2 separate regions of the Triticum aestivum genome follow, and region 1 is linked to region 2. The links are chromatin contacts, called in public Hi-C maps. All regions are on one chromosome and are shown on one strand. Each heading gives the region's core, a stretch centred on a gene start, on an enhancer-like site or on the middle of the called end of the contact. The rest is flanking DNA. Distances are from core to core; before and after follow the strand shown. Region 1 holds the start of LOC123105504 (60S ribosomal protein L7-2). Region 2 holds the start of LOC123105502 (protein NO VEIN).

Region 1 (2,700 bases), core at 100-2,599, 200 kb before region 2:
CATGCAGTTCGTTGTCATGCAATGTGCATAATGACATATATATTGCATACAAAGAGAAAGTGAATAGTGAAAACAAAATTGAGGATCTGCTAGTATGTTTAGCCTGTTAGGTTAGTAAATAACGTTCTAGTTTTCCTTGAAATGTTTACTTTAGGTAGGTGGCTTATGTTGATATCGTCTAAAAGTTCTGGCCGCAGATCATCTCCATTTTAATACAATTTATCACACAAATCAGCATTTTAGGCTTACTTGTACATATTAGTGACTTATATTTCGTTGTATGGAAGAATGTTCTACAAATTTCAAGACCTTTACCTGTTAGATAAACGGGGAAATGATATCAAGCATTGATCAGTGAGCAACCAAGGTTTCAAATACTACATGATGATGCTCAAAGCAATGATTGATTTTATGGCATGGCAAAAAATGAACAAACTACAAACAGACACTAGAAGCAGTCTATCGGCTATTGGCTAATCAAGGAAAATTGAAATGTAAAGAGACAGCAATTACGAGCTAGCATACCAATGTTGAACAGGGCAAGCTCTCTCTCCGATACATTTGGCTTCGCAACCACACCCTCAGGCTCCACCGTGACAAGAACATAAACCTATATTTCAATCACAAACAGCCATTATAAATCATCTCATCAAAGGGCACGCCACTCTGATTCTGCAGCCAAGCAACAATTCTAGCTAATAATTCACTGAACACCAACCGGCTTGGTGCTCTCAGCCTGGAAAATGATCTTCTCCGTGTTGAGCAGCCTCCTGTTCTTACTCCCCTGGTCCTCCACAGCATCAGGATCGCTCACGAGCCGAATCGAAAAGCTGGACGGTATCTGCAAACCACAAGCAGCGCCTTCAAGCACAAGAAGATGCAATGGGTTTACTGGCGAAACAAATGGTCTTTGTCTGAGATCGTACGGAGGCCGGGTAGGAGATCTTGACTTCGTACCACGCGGGCGGCCGCAGCCCGGCGAGCCTGTAGACCCTCCGGCCGTGGCGGAGCGGCATCGTCTCGCCCACCAGCTCATTGCCGACGCTGAGGGCCCTCGCCGACTCCTCCGCCTCCAGGCTGCTGCGGGGGCAACGCACGGCGGAGCTGTTGGCGAACAGTACCAGAAAGAGGCGCGGACGGAGACAGAGAGAGAGGGGCGCACCTGCGCGCGGAGGAGAGCAGGAGGAGGACGATCAGGAGGACACGCGGCGGCGGCATGGCGAGGAGAGCGGATGCGGCGGCGATGGCATCCGCGCGGGCTCCCTCCGGCGACGGCGAAGCAGTTGCGAATGCCTCCGTGAGAGGTTACATGGGCCTACACGGTACGCATGGTGTGGGCCAATAGCGAGCCGGACGGCCCAACAGAATATGGGCCTTATGGGCCATTTTGCTGGCCGGGTTAGCCCATCCAGACGACCCCCTTCCGAAACCCTAGCCCCCAAACCCCAGCTACATAAGCCACTCCCTCCGCCCGCCGCCGCCTCCTCTAGCCTCCAGCTCTCTCTCCCTCTCTCTCGCCTCCTCCCTCCCCCTGCAGGAAGCTCGTCGAGGTAAGCGCACGCCCTCCCATCGCGCCAGGGCATTTGCTCCCGCTCCTCTGCCGGATCTGACCCTGGGGTTTGGTTTTGCGGCCGCAGATGTCGTCCGAGGCGGCGAAGGTGGTGGTGCCGGAGTCGGTGCTCCTCAAGAGGAAGCGGGAGGAGCTCTGGGCCGCCGAGAAGAAGACCAAGGCCGTCGAGGAGAAGAAGAAATCCAGCGAGAACGTCAAGGTCATCTACGCCCGCGCCAAGCAGTACGCCGAGGAGTACGATGCCCAGGTCAGATCGCTGCTCCCGCCCGATCCCTCGCCCCTTAGCGGTCGCTTGCTCGTGCGTTCGTGCTTAGATTTAAGCGTTCGAGGATGCGTTACGTTGGATCTGTGACTGGGTCATTTGTATGCGGTGACTCCTGTTCGTACTCGATGCGATTTCTGCTAATAATAGGTAGGCATACACATGCATAGATGTAAATACTCGTTCACGGTGATGCCGCAGTGACCTAGAGATGCCCTTCGGTTCTTAGCTGTATCAATTCTTTGCATGTTGTTGTATGTCCATGTCCCATGCCATTGTGTGTGTGTGTGTGTGTATAATGACCTAGGCCAGATTTGCATGGTGTTGCAGCAAAATGAAATCAAACCTGAACCATTTAAGGTGATTTAGGTGCTGTATTTTAGTGTGTCGACTATAACTGTTCGGTGTAAATTGCTGCAATCTTTGTTCAAATTTGACGCCCAGCTTAGTGTCATTGAAATGTTTCCTTCTGCTTGATTTGACGCCCATCTGGTATCTTTGAAATGTTTCCTTCTTGAAGGAACTATTAGCTCTGCTTCTAATAGCTTAACTTTGGGAAATATACTTAATGCTGGTTTTGTTTGCAGGACAAGGAGTTGGTTCAGCTTAAGCGTGAGGCCCGGATGAAGGGTGGGTTCTATGTCAGTCCTGAGGCTAAGCTGCTGTTTGTTGTCAGAATCAGAGGGTAACTCACACCACCTTGCCACTGTTTGTCTTGATGTGTATGTTGTGTTCATTTCTGGCTTAAGTTAATGCTAATTTTGTCAAATGTCTGGCTGCAGTATCAATGCCATGCACCCAAAGACCAAGAAGATCTTGCAGCTGTTGCGTTTGAGACAGGTGGGTTGGACAATTTGTTGGTTGTGTC
Region 2 (2,715 bases), core at 101-2,600:
AATAAAGATAACGAAAAAGTATATTATGAAGGTTGGGATATGGTGACTCTGAGTTTGCACGTCACCTGGCCATCTTTCAAGATATTACGGATCAGGCTTCATATGCAATATGACGACTACAAATATGGCAACTTAGTTAGAGTTGCTCTTAGCCACATTAAGCCAGCCAGTCTGGGGAGCTAGACATAGTGACATTACTAGTTGTTATTTAGCGGATTTATTATTCCTTAGGCATCTGAGAATATTTTTCAGATTGGTCGATTTTTTAGTAGATGTAGTGCGAACTTTTGAGGCCAGGCGAAGGCGACATGGCTGGCCGCGTTGCTAATGGCGAGACCAAGCTAGGACCACGTCGGAGATTGGGACGAGGATTTAGAAGTGTCGGTTGGGGGCTTTCGTTCTAAATGGGACTTAGATTAGATGGTAGTTGAGCTTGAGATGGGGAGATGACATTGGGAAGGGAGGGAGGGGAGCCAGGGGGAACATGGCGCCGTGACTGTGTGATGAGTTGGGCAGAGAAACCATCGGTGAAACAATAACACGAGGCGACCATTGGCTTGAATCGAACAACTAGAGTCAATCGACTGAAACTGAAAAAACTTAGTTACCTACCACATGGATGCTCTCTTACTTGAGTCGTTTGCTTGTCGACGATAACATATGAGCACAAGTCTTTGTAATGTTTAAGGACCCTCCGAACCTTGAAATAATCATTGAAGACATCAATACACATTCGCACTTGCGATGAGATTTAAAAATCGCCGAAGCAATGTTGGTTGAAGAGTCATCCGACGCGATACGGACTTGCAATCAAAAGTCGGGCAAGTAGCTCTCCTTGAAAGACGCATCAACCGCCAAGATATGAAGAAATCTAGGGACACAAACTATCACATGCCCTTCCTTGACACCGAATATGGCGTCGCCGAGGCAGGAAAAACGAAGATACCTTATCCCAACACGCCATCGCCGGCACCAAGCCATTGATGTTGCCCCGATGAGGCCACGAGATGGGGAAGAGGAGGGGAACGCAAGCGGTGACATGTAAGGAAGTTATATGGCCACGACAGCTAGCGTTGGGAGTATATCACAACGCTATCATAGTTTCATGTGCTTTAAAAATAGTTAAGGGGCCTAGCTATTACTCCTAGAAGCTATGTTTTCAGAAGAAAAAGGAAAGTACAAAAGTGTTTTTTTTAGATTTCTAAGAATAAAAAAATGTGACGTCGGAACCCCATGAAGACAGGCGGCCGATTTTTGTGACCGGCCCAGCCCGAAGCCCGCAACGCTGCGCAGAGGTGTAAACCAAGATAAAATCCCGCAGCCCAGGCCGCCCTAGCGCGCGTGTCCACGGAGGTCACACCTCCTCCCCTTTTCCCTTCTTCCACCTCACGCCATCGGCGCCGCCTCTGCCTCCCAACCCACCCTAGCCGCGCCGCCCGAAACCCCCCGCCGCCCCGATGAGGGGCCGCGGCAACCCCCAGATGCCGCCGCACGGCTTCGACCCGCGCGCCGCCGCCTTCGCCGCCGCGTGGCATGGCGCCGCCTCGGCCTCCGACCCCGCGGCCGCGGCCATGAACCCCTACCCCTTCGCCCCCAACCCCCAGTTCGGGCAGGACCCCTTCCATCTCATGCTCCCCCACCTCCTCCTCCAGAACCAGGCCGCCCTCGCCGCGGCCTTCCACCACCAGCAGCAGTTCCAGCAGCATCAGCACCAGCATCAGCATCAGCAGTACCAGCAGCAGCCGCCGCTCCCCTCCCCCGGCTACGCCCAGAGCCCTACCACCCCCAACGTGCAGCACCGCCCGCCCAACCCCTCGCCCTCGTCGGCCCCGCCTCAGCAGCAGCCGCCGCCGCCGCCGCGGAACCCCGCGGCCCTCGAGAGGGCGCAGGCGGCGGCGACCAAGGCGCGGGACGAGCTCACGCATGCGGGCCAGGGCGTCACCGGGTGGAAGGTGGCCCAGGCGGCGCTCGTGGCGCTCAAGGCGGACTCGTGGGGGTCCCTCGGCGTCCATCTCCACGACGTGCCCGTCCTGCGCGAACTCTTCAGTATCGAGGGCAAGGTCAGTATTCCTGCTCGGCTGAGATCCCGGTAGCTCGCACCTTACGCGACTGCGTTACCTCGCAAGGCTCGTACATGTTCTGTTTTGAATTTACAGATGATTTCATCTGCAATTGCTGGAGCTTGGTTCGTTCAGAAAAAAACGTTGTTAACCCTGCAAACTCTGCTTCTTCTGCGCTCCAGTTCATAATTGAACTGCCATGTGTTGGCACCATGAGGCAAACTGACAGGGTGCGGCGCTGCCGTGTGCCCTGCTCTCCCTCTTTTACTAGCTTTGTCATGCTTATATAGGCCTTCGTCTCATGCCGGATATCGTGCACTACTCTGTTCTGATTTCATTTGTAAACACAAGTGGCGCTGAGATTGTTGCCCTGTGTTTGGTGAAGTTGCCAGTATGTTTGCAGAGTGCACTGCACCCAGACTTGTGCACGTTCCATGCCTGCTTTGTTAATTTCGTCACATGTTCTCATCTTATCAGATAATTTACCATGTGCTAAACTCCGCAGCACCTTCTGTTCTGCTATTATGTAGAAACAGAAGAGTAAGGAAAAGGAAACCTAACTAATATGCTCCCTTGCCATAGCATAGCATTGTAATTCACTATGGCTCTTCTCGCAATAATTGAACGTTGGGTAAATGATCAAAGTTAGTTTGCT

What was found. A called contact is a pair of places that touch in the nucleus more often than the background predicts.
Region 1: a contact with region 2 is called in a Hi-C map of leaf, with 4 times the contacts expected there. The contact joins the promoter of LOC123105504 here to the promoter of LOC123105502 in region 2. A contact is called at or near these places in 2 of 5 Hi-C or Micro-C datasets (leaf and root).

Annotation. Positions count from the first base shown.
Region 1 is chr5A:635,827,179-635,829,878 of IWGSC CS RefSeq v2.1, reverse strand. It overlaps LOC123105504 (60S ribosomal protein L7-2), which reads left to right and starts at 1,349. Exons shown (of 7, transcript XM_044527585.1): 1 at 1,349-1,550; 2 at 1,638-1,817; 3 at 2,420-2,517; 4 at 2,615-2,672. The coding sequence starts at 1,638. It also overlaps the pseudogene LOC123105505.
Region 2 is chr5A:635,626,448-635,629,162 of IWGSC CS RefSeq v2.1, reverse strand. LOC123105502 (protein NO VEIN) reads left to right here and starts at 1,350. Exons shown (of 13, transcript XM_044527583.1): 1 at 1,350-2,060. The coding sequence starts at 1,458.